Regions from separate parts of the Zea mays genome. Here region 1 is linked to region 2. The links are chromatin contacts, called in public Hi-C maps. All regions are on one chromosome and are shown on one strand. The core of a region is the stretch at or near the end of the contact, and the rest is flanking DNA. Distances in the headings are between cores, read along the strand shown.

The links. Hi-C and Micro-C count contacts between places; a contact is called where the count stands out from the background.
Region 1: a Hi-C map of leaf shows a contact between it and region 2, with 4 times the contacts expected there. The contact joins the promoter of LOC100383271 here to the promoter of LOC100281635 in region 2. A contact is called at or near these places in 16 of 25 Hi-C or Micro-C datasets (bundle sheath, ear, endosperm and 5 more) and 1 of 3 datasets of contacts at active chromatin or transcription factors (leaf).

Annotation. Positions count from the first base shown.
Region 1 is chr3:201,503,810-201,509,172 of Zm-B73-REFERENCE-NAM-5.0, reverse strand. It overlaps LOC100383271, which reads right to left and starts at 3,016. Exons shown (of 15, transcript NM_001361982.1): 1 at 2,880-3,016; 2 at 1,525-1,589; 3 at 996-1,116; 4 at 716-898; 5 at 1-613. The coding sequence starts at 1,588. LOC103651196 reads left to right here and starts at 4,241. Exons shown (of 2, transcript XM_008676815.4): 1 at 4,241-4,559; 2 at 4,637-5,363. The coding sequence starts at 4,318.
Region 2 is chr3:201,280,000-201,285,355 of Zm-B73-REFERENCE-NAM-5.0, reverse strand. It overlaps LOC100281635 (RING-H2 finger protein ATL2K), which reads left to right and starts at 1,509. Exons shown (of 1, transcript NM_001154554.2): 1 at 1,509-2,461. The coding sequence starts at 1,593. The coding sequence ends at 2,318.

The DNA.
Region 1 (5,363 bases), core at 1,767-4,266, 220 kb before region 2:
TTGGCCCGACGGTCTTCTTGACACATTGGAATTAATAATGCTGGTGTCCCTGGATTGTAAACCATTCGACTGCTCATCATCATTACTCTCCCTCGATACATGAACTTTACCACAGTTCACTATAGGTGCATCTTTACTGTTCACATGATCTGCTGGCCCTTGTGTTGGATCTTCACTAGATATGGCACCGCAGGAGAAATCCTGAGAAGGTATGTTAACAGCTGCCTTCATTGCATATATCTCTTTAGGATGCTCTCCAGGATTGTCATTGAGCACTGAGTCTACTTTAGTTTGTTCCATTGTTGCAGGATTGACACTGGTATGTTCTTGCATCTTGTCAGATGAATCAGCAACATCGATATTTGAAGTTGGTTGACTGGCATTCTTCACATTCTCATGATTCGTCAGATGAGAAGGTCTTGAAGTGCGAGTATCAAGTGTATGCATTTTATCCTTACTATTATTCTCTTCAAGGATAGCATTGCCCTTGGCTAAAAGGCCTCTTTGTGTATCCTTTTTAACCTCTGAGGAGACAGGGTCAGATTTGCCATTAAATCTATTAGTACTCTTTTCTTCAATTCCTAGCTTTCCATCAAGACTAAACTTTCCCAACCTGTAAGCAAACAAAAACCAGAAACAGAACAACTAATAGCATGAAGTTTCAATCAATATATCATACAATTTTCAGTCCTCTAGCATCAGTGGTTTAACTTACTCATTGAAATCAAAAGAAAAGGAGAAATTGTCCTTGTCAGTTTCCTTTTTCTTTTCAAAAAGATCTGCATTTGAACTGGTGTGCTTCACTTTTTTCTTGTCAGGGCTAGAAAAATCCAGATCAGACATGCCCATTTGAAAGGACGGTAATTTGTCAAAGGCTCCATTAAGCCCAAAATCATCTCTGGTCAAAGGAATGATTTGTTAGAACCATCATGAACAAGAAGCAGTTGATGGCATCAAAAGTTGATGGATTCAAGCCTTTCAAGGGATTAGCTCACAGGTTGTCAAAGCTGAATTTCTTGCTACTCTTGGGAACTGAGTCAACACTGAAGTCAATCGTGTCTTTTCCTGATTTTGGTAACTTCCAAGATGAAAGGAAGTCATTTCCAAAGTCTTCATCTGCCAACATATAATAAGCATATGTCAGGTCAAATTAGAAAGAAAATTCCATCAATTCATAGCAAAAAAATGTGGATGCTGTTCAAGCATCACTTTCCGAAGGTAGTGTTAGACATGTGTGTGTGTCTTAACTGTAATGGGCTTAGGCCTAACTTATATACTATGATACTATCTATTAATATAGCAGCCCAACCCTAGTTAGGTTTAGGGTTTTCATTCTCCTAACATGGTATCGGAGGTAGTACTAGTAAGGGCCAAATATGATGAACATGGCCCTTGGTAGTTTCCAACGAGAGGTCTCCATTTTAGTAGTATAGTGAATTTTAGTCCATGCAGAGCATATAAATAAGGAATAAGGGCCTGAGATGATCAAGTAGACGAGTACTGACAGCTCACAAGAGAACATACCAAGGGATGAACTTATATTTTTACCATTTGCAGTAGAGACAGCTCTTTTTCGTGATTCGTCCATACTGTCAACAAACTCAGACCACATTCAAGGAAAAAGGGGGTAATACGTTAGAAACCATCAAATTAATATAATTAAATACAATATAATTGTGTATACAAATACAAGATAATTGTGTTACAACAGATATTTTTACATTACCAAATCAACGGATACAGGAAAGTACCACGCACAGCCCCTGTGTTGATACTAAACTAATCCAGAAGTGGGGAGGAAAATCATCTTAGTGATGATGAATAAAACATGTCTTACCAAACAGAACAAAAAACACAAGCAGAATAGCTTATCTACTAGTCGCAAATAGTTTGGATCACCTGCTTCCCTCTCTTAGAGATGTTGCTTGTATTCAATTCATACCATCCAATAACTAAGTCTAAACATTTATGTAAGTGGCACAACAATGAGAGGAACAATGCACCTTAAAAAATTTTAGGTTATTTGACATTCATACCCCCGGTTTTAGGGTTTGTGGTGATTTTGAACCTATTTTTTGAACTTTGTGTTTTTGCCCCTGTTATTTCAAATCGAAGCAAGACTTTGCCCCTATTCTGTTAAGTCATTATAACAGTGTTAATCCTGACGTGAGATAACAATTTTGCCCTTGCAGATTTGCCCTCGCTTTTGTTGGTTCTTTGTGATTTTACTTTTACCCATGTTTGGATTCAAAGGTTTTGACATTATTTTTGCAGATTTGACAAGGATTTTGGCAACAACATTTAACACAAGTGGCTGCATGTATTTTAAATGTTGCAAATTTTGACAAATTTTGCAAAATTTTAACAGCATTTATGCAAAACTATTGACATACACAACACACAAATCATTATCACACAACTTGCATTAATCATGAAATGCATAGACAACAACCATGATATGAGTACCCACACCCTATGCATAAGGATACAGCTTACAGCTCGCTCGCTTCAACTAATGCAGGTCCCTCACGACTCAGGAACCAAGTCCATCTGCATGTGCAGGGTGCCTGAGACTAAGAGTAAAGTGCTACAGTTGCACAGTATCATCCCCATGCAGCTCTAGTTTGCCCTCGATCCTCCCCTTAAGGAGCGATCGTTTATGACGTGAACACGACTACAGTATTGCAAATCACCAATGGCATGGCATCATCCCTTCTCGATTCGCGAATCATGGGATGAGACTAGAGAAAAAAAAACTACACACACGCACACACAAAAATAAAAGGTGGGATCAGACCCGAATACAAATACCAAATAGGCTGAGTTAGGGTTCGGTGCTCGGTTTCGCGCAGCTGGAAGGGGGGAGGGGGTGCGCATACCTGGTGGTGCCCGTCGCCGGCGAAGGACCCGACTAACACTTGGTGAAGGGGCCGACAAGACACCTTGGCACCTGGTGAGTGGTGATTGCCGTTGGCCTAGTGCCGGGGCGGAGAGAGCGCGCGCGGGGAATTGCTACTCATAGCAGTAGAATGAAAGTAGACCTGTTCAAGCAGTAGAATGAAAGTAGAGTCGGATGACGAGCGATTTATTACGGCTCGTACCTGAATACCTGATCCGTGTTTAATATCGGGTTGGGTCAGATCGTTCGTGTCTGTCTGTTTGTGGTTAGATCGAGTTTTTAACTTTGGGTCAAGTTTTTTCGGGTTGGATCGGTTTTGGGTCTAAAATCACGGCTCGTACGTGTACCCACCCATGAATTATTGCAGGTAAAAATATAGGTTTTTTAAGTTGGTGTCCTCAGTTTTTGTGGTGTGTTCACTTATACTCTTAGTCGTGTTTTTTGCTCAGCTGTGCTCTTCTGTTCTATAGCACTACAAGGCACAACTGAGAAAAAACACGATTAAGGATATAAGTGAGCACACCATCAAAACTGAGGGCACCAATTTAAAAACCCAAAAATTTATGACATGTACCCGCCCTTTGCATTGGTCGGATTGAGTTGAGCCAGGTTTTTTCGGGCGGGTTGGTCAGATCGGATGATCATGAGGTCTACAAGAAAGGCTGGCGGCAAATGGAGTCCAATGCTATTTTGAGAAATTTAGAATTATGTCATTATAAGATATAGGATTCACTACTTTGCCACACTTCGTTCGAATGCTATTATTAAACATAAATGCAATTTTGTATCTCTTTTCCATCTGTAGGTTGCTGCAGCGGCGTACGGTGGAGCCATGGGTTCGTCCGGCCTCACCCACCGTCGCGCACCATCTGGTGTTGCTGCACTTGTGTAAGACTGTCTTCAGCGGTTCCTCCTAAATTTGTCCCCCTATATCTCACTCACGTGCCACGTCAGCAATCTCTCTCCCCCTATATCTCCACGCTCTACAGCGGTTCCCCCTATAACAATCCTCTATACCCCACCACACCAATATTATATTTTCCTCATCAACTAACTCAACTACCATCAAATATTAAAATTATTTTTATTTATTCTTTGCACAGTACACGGGCGTATTTTGGTCCACGTGTAATTAGCAAACTTCATAATTACTATTAATACATTAGTATAAATACGGTACAATTTTATGTATTTTTATAAATACAAATTCTCATTCTTCTAGTACACGACACAAGTGGCTTGCACGACACGACTGGCTTCTACCGGAAGCCACGACCGCCTGGCTTCCTTCATACACCGAAGGCACCTATAAATAAGGTACCCTGGGGACATGCTCCACTCATCTACACACTCACCTCTTCTGTATCATCCGTCATTCCATCAGAAGACCGTAGTACGTACTCGTAGTTTAGGTCGTCATGGAGTCATTGAAAAGCCTTGTGTTGTCCTCGTCATCCGACGATTCCGACGATGAGATCGATACCTTGTTGCTTTCCCAACATGTTGAGCACCTTGTACTAGGAGACACGAGCACGCGCCGTAGGCGCTCCTCATTGCCTCGCCGAGTTATCCATAGGGACCACGCTGCTGGAGAAAATCTCATCAAACATCACTACTTCGGACCTAATCCTGTGTATCCATCACATGTTTTTCGTCGAAGGTATATTTCCTAAGTTATGATTTTACTATCATTTGTAGGTTTGTTTTGTTAATTTTTTGCTTTATTTTCGTTTATAGGTTTCGGATGCATCGTCCTTTGTTCCTACGTATCCTTCATGCCGTTCAGCGAGAAGACGAATACTTCACTATTCGATGTGATGCAACTGGTTTAGCACGGCTTGGTCCATTGCAAAAAGTTTGTGCTGCATTGCGTATCCTTGCGTACGGGTTACCAACCGATGCGGTAGATGAGTACATACAGATTGGACAGACTACCGCTAGGGACTGCCTTATCCGTTTTTGTCGCGCAATCATCTCTTCCTTTAGCGAACGATACCTTCGTATCCCTAACCACGACGACATTGCTCGCATACTACGTGTAAACGCCGACAGGGGGTTTCCGGGTATGCTAGGCTCTATCGATTGTATGCATTGGGAATGGCGCAACTGTCCTACTGCATGGCGCGGACAGTTTTGTGGGCGCAATTCGAGGCCAACAATGATACTAGAGGCAGTCGCTGGGTACGATTTGTGGATTTGGCATGCCTTCTTTGGAATGCCTGGTACCAACAATGATCTCAACGTGCTTCATCGGTCACCTGTGTTTGATCCGTTACGTAATGGGACGATGCCACCAGTGCACTTCACTATTAATGGGACCACTTACAATTTCGGATACTACTTAGCAGATGGCATATATCCAAATTGGCCTACCTTTGTAAAAGCAATTCGCCACGCATTTGAGGAAAAAAAGGTTCACTTTACAACCAAGCAAGAGAGTTGTCGAAAAGACATTGAGCGAGCA
Region 2 (5,356 bases), core at 260-2,759:
CCCCCTGCCTGCCTCCATCGGCGAACCCTTTCTGGCTCCTGTCCTCAACCTTTACCTCCGAGGCTAAGCAAGTTCTTGGGCGCGATTCGCGTCGCAGTCACGTCACAGCGTCACGTCAACGCCAATGGCCACGTCGGAATTTCAAATACCCGCACGGCCGCACCGCTTTCCGGCACCAAACGTTGCCCCACGACACGTGACTTGACAGACATCCGAATCCAGCACTCGGTTCGCTGCTGTGCTGCCTGCCCACTACGCACCCACCCACCGTCCACGGCCCAGGCAGCAGGCCCCAGTCGGGCACGTCTGAAACCTATGCGCCTAAGCAAGTAGGGATGAAAACGGGACGGGTACCCGGAACGGGTATCGGATACGGGTACCAAAACGGGACGTAATTTCGGGTACGGATACGGGTATTTTGTTTGTCGGGACGGATACGGGTATTACCCGGATATTGAACCTCGGATACGGGTAGGATACGGAATCACTAATACCCGGTCAGTACCCGAAAATCCCGGGTCGGATACGGGTACCCGGAATTCGGGTACCCGTTTTTTCTTTTTCTGCATAATATAGTTATAAAATCATAACTTTTACATATGAAATCGGATGAAGATAAAGTTTATATGAAAATTGTAGAGCTTGAAGAGATCTATGACTTTGTAATACAACAATTTTTTGTTTAAACAATATTTTAATGATTTAATTGTATTTTGATGATTTTCTATGACAAGAAATTAATAATACATAAATAGCCTCAAAAAATTGTGAAATTTTACGGAGATACAACATATGTCCATATGTAACCATAAAAAATGTTTGGATCATAAGATCTATAAGATATCCACGTTTCTTTCCTTTCACTTTCACTTATTTGTATGAGTTACATGTGAAATTAGTGTAAGTATCCAAGTTTCAACATAATCAGTACTTCACTTTATCATTTTCATACGAGGACTTGAGTTATCTTTATATAAAATGTTTATTAGTTTTTGTAACTTATTTGCAATTTTTTAGTGAAACTAGAATATTTATGAATTTTAAATATTGCGGTGTTGGTTCTACAATGTCCTTGTGATAAGCAACTTTGAACTACATGATGTCAATTTTACCGGTTTTCTTTCTTACATCTGATCTATCATATACATGATTATGTATTTCTTAACTTATGGATGGTTGGACAATTAATATCATCAGATGAACTACCCGACAATTATCCGGTACCTACCCGAGTAGTATCCGTTATCCGTTTCTTACCCGTCCGGATTATTACCCGGTCCCGTCCTGTATCCGTCCCGAATCTTAACTACCCGTATCCGGTCCCGTATCCGAGAGAAATACATTAGGGTAGGATATGGGATGACCCTGTATCCGGCTGTATCCGTCCCGTTTTCATCCCTATAAGCAAGCCACTAAACAATCCCGTCACAGATCATTAGCGGCGCGCGGGCGCAGGCGGGGCAGCTTAAAGCTTATAAGAGCAGGCGGGTCTGCTGCTAACCACGCCCACCAAACCGCGCCACCCAGTGTTCTCACTCACCAACCAACCGAGCGACACGCCTAGGACGGAGCGCGCACATACCTGCGACACCATGTCGACGACGACGACGACGATGAAGGCGAGCGACCCGGGGTCCGCGTGGTTCGGCAGCGGCGCCCGGGCACCGGCGGCGGCGGCGGGGACGGGCCACAACGTGCGGCTCATCACCACCGCGGTGGCCGCGTTCGTGTCCGTGCTCGGCCTCGCCCTCTTCCTCCACCTCTACGTCTGCCACGTCCGCCGCCGCAACCGGCGCCGCGCGGCCGCCATAGCCGCCGCGCTGCCGACCACGGCCGCGGCGCCGGCCCCCAAGGGCGGGCTGGATCCCGCGGCCATCGCGGCGCTGCCGACCACCCTCTACAGGAACGACGCGGCCGAGGCGGGCGCCGGCTCCGACGAGTGCACCATCTGCCTCGGCGCCGTGCAGGACGGCGAGGTCGTGCGCGCGCTTCCGGCCTGCGGCCACGTGTTCCACGTCCCCTGCGTCGACACTTGGCTCGCGTCGAGCTCGTCGTGCCCGGTCTGCCGCGCCGAGGTGGAGCCGCCGCCGCCGACGGCGGTGGGCTCAGCTCGGTTCGTGCAGGAGAAAGTGCAGGACGCTGTGAAGCAGGAAGCCGGCAGCTCCACTCCGGACCGGGGGATCGGTGCCTGTGCGTCGCTCATCAAGATGTTGAGCAGGGAGAGGCCGGCGCCGCGAAGGCCCCAGGGCGCCTACGCCGACGCCGGGGACTTGGACGACTTGGAACGGCAGCAGTATGCTGTTGCCGTGAATAATTAATTACTCTATTATTTTTTTTCTCTAAAAAAAAGACGGCCTTTTTAGTTTGGTCGTTTTCCTCATCATTTGTACATCCCGCACTTGCGTGAGTGGCGCAGTATCAAGACAAGGCTGTGAGCTCTTAACTTTTTTTGATGAATGCAAGGGCCCGTTTGAAAATAAATCGATATGCGGTTCCAATCTCTACAATTTAGTTCAGATTTGAACTATAAATCCTTAAATTTATCCATTTGTCCACACTCAAGTTTTGATTCTTAGCAGCCATGGATGAAGCTTCTAAGTTTTCTTTTTTTAAAAAAAAAAACACCCCCTCGCCTTTTTCTTTCTCTTACTCCACCAATTGGCGCATATGCATTTTTGTGACTTGACGTTGTCACTCAAACTCGACTCCCTCTCAAGGATTGAGGTAATGAAAATAACATTTTTTTTACATGACCATCCTTTTCCTTTTACGAGATATTGCAAAAGTCTTAATCCAGGTAGAAAATCTCCCATCTGATCTGTATTAGAAGGTGTTTTTCCCTTGTAAAACACAATATAGACGCTAAAACTTTTACACACGCAAATCCACGCACACATGAGCATCCTACCTCTTATCACATTCTACTTTGGAAGACTAGGCAGGTAGGCCTTTAAATTGAAAAGGACATAGATACCTTACAGTTGATAAGTATTCGCTGTAAAAAAAAGTTGCGCTAAAAAGACATGAGAGATACCTAACCTAAGGTTTGGTCCTTGATGGATATATATCGAGTGTACAATCTACCACAGGCTCTACCAAAGTACACATGTGTGATTTTCTCGTTCAAGTTCACACTTAGACCAATGTTTGTATCTAATAATACGTGAGGAGTAAAAATACACCGGTGGTCCTTAAATTTGGCATGTTGTGTCACTTAGACCCCGGACTTAGAAAACAAGGAAAACGGATCATTGAACTTTACGGGCCCGTACAAAATAGTCAAAACCGGATTTGCTCAAACTGGATAGCGTGACATTGTCGTTCTCGCACGCTAGTCGGGGACGCAACAATATGTTGGTCGGGACCTCATCACACCACCTAAATAAATAGTAATAAAGGCGAGCATAACAACAACATTCACCACACCTCTTGGTCCACAAACATAGGCTCGAGATTAGATTTAATCTCTATTTGGCTAGTGAGGGAAGGCCGACACCACCGTTGTCATCGACTCTGTTCACCGAAATCCGACCTTTATAACGACTTCTTGTAATTTCAAAAATACATTTATATGTTGTATATTTTCTAGTGGCTAGAGTTAATTATAAGCTAAGGTAGTGGACACCTAACACTATCAATTTAAAGTTCATTTAACGCAACTCAACTACAAGCATGATGCACGTTTGCTGAGTGTATAAATAAATGTTTCAGTAACCCAAAATAGTTTTAAGGTCACTTCAGCAAGTGGTAGCATCGTGCATGACCGCAGGCCGTTACATTACATGGGTAGTGTACAGTTGGTACGCACGCATCTCTAAAAAAATCCTTGTTTATTGAAAAGAAGCTACGAATTGCACGTGACGACGTCGACGGTGGTCACATGCAATGTTCCTTACTCGCCCTATAAAGCACAAAGCAGTGATGTCGTTTTTTTACAGAGATTAAAGAAAGAAAGAACTAACAGTGGGTGACCATGCATGATGCCGCATTCTTCCGGATAAGCTTACTATAATACGGAATAGTGCTGTCGTTTTTTTTCACGGAGATTAAAAAGAAAGAACAGTGGATGAACATGATTGCCGCATTCTTCCGGATATATAAGCTTTCTATAGTATGGGGAAGCTGGAAGAACCAGTGATAGAAGCTGGGAATGCGCAAGTTGACTCTTGCGCCAGTTGGTCTTTTCCGCCCTCGACCACACGCACTGCCGTCGTTCTATATAGTATTAGCGGGGGTGTGAATTGATCACGTACAGCTAGGACTCCTGCTCCTGCTTCTCAGAAATGCTCAGAGAGTAGAGAAGTGTCCACACGGGTCAACACCACGGCGCCAGCCGGGGTCAGCGTCAGAGAAAGAGAGGGAGGGAGGAAAGCGTTGCGCCTGCTCGCGTCGCCGTCGCCCAAAGGACTCCAGACCCGCCCGGTTCTCTGCGCACTTCTTTACTTCAAAGTCTTTGCATCTCTGCTGGATCGGAGGAAAAGCAGGCAGGCAGGCGGGAGTGGCCGTCCGACGCAAAAGCTGCCTCCTCCAACACGAAAGTTGCGGCCGGTGACTTGGAAAGTCGGCGGTGACGTCTCCGTACCGGGCCGAGAAAAATTCGGTTAGATCGCCGGAGAAAAAGCGACGGGAACGGGATTCCGGCCGGCCGGCGGACTACTAGCCCCGTGCGACTGCATGCCGCCGAGGGGGTAGGGTAGTTGGATGGGACCGGCCGCCGGAACGCTCAAGCATCCGTTCGTGACCGTGAGTAGAGCAGCAATTCAGCTCGAGTTCCATATGATGCATGCATGATCTGCAGAGAAACGAGGCATCTGTTCGTGACCCCTGATCGAGCAAGATAAGCATGGCGAGCGTTTTCTTTTTGTTCAGTAGTGGGCAGGTTTTTATTAGGGGGGGAATCGGGGGAGCTCGCATGGAACCTCGCCGAACGTAAAAGAAAGCTGTTTGTGCTCCGGCGCTGCAACCTGGACCAGTCGACGGCACTGAGCGCTCTGGATTAGCAGGAATAGATTCGGCCATCGAAGATTTCAGGGATAAAAGCAAGATACGGCTCACACTTAGCTTCATGCTTCGCGTGATTAATACTGCCACTAGCGTGTAATCTAACCTTATTAGGCTAACACCAGCATTGCTAAATTAAGCACAGTGACATCGAATCAGGACAAAGCACACTCTGCACAGTACAGATAATCGTGTAGCGAAGGATAGGCCAATTCTCGAGCTCTTTTCTGTAGCCTGTAGGCTGAAGGCCTGCAGGAGGTAGCATGAACTAGGGAAATTCGTGCGGATAACCCTCGCAGCATCTGCCGACACAATGGCTGTACGTATGCATATATGTATCCGTATTTAGATTACA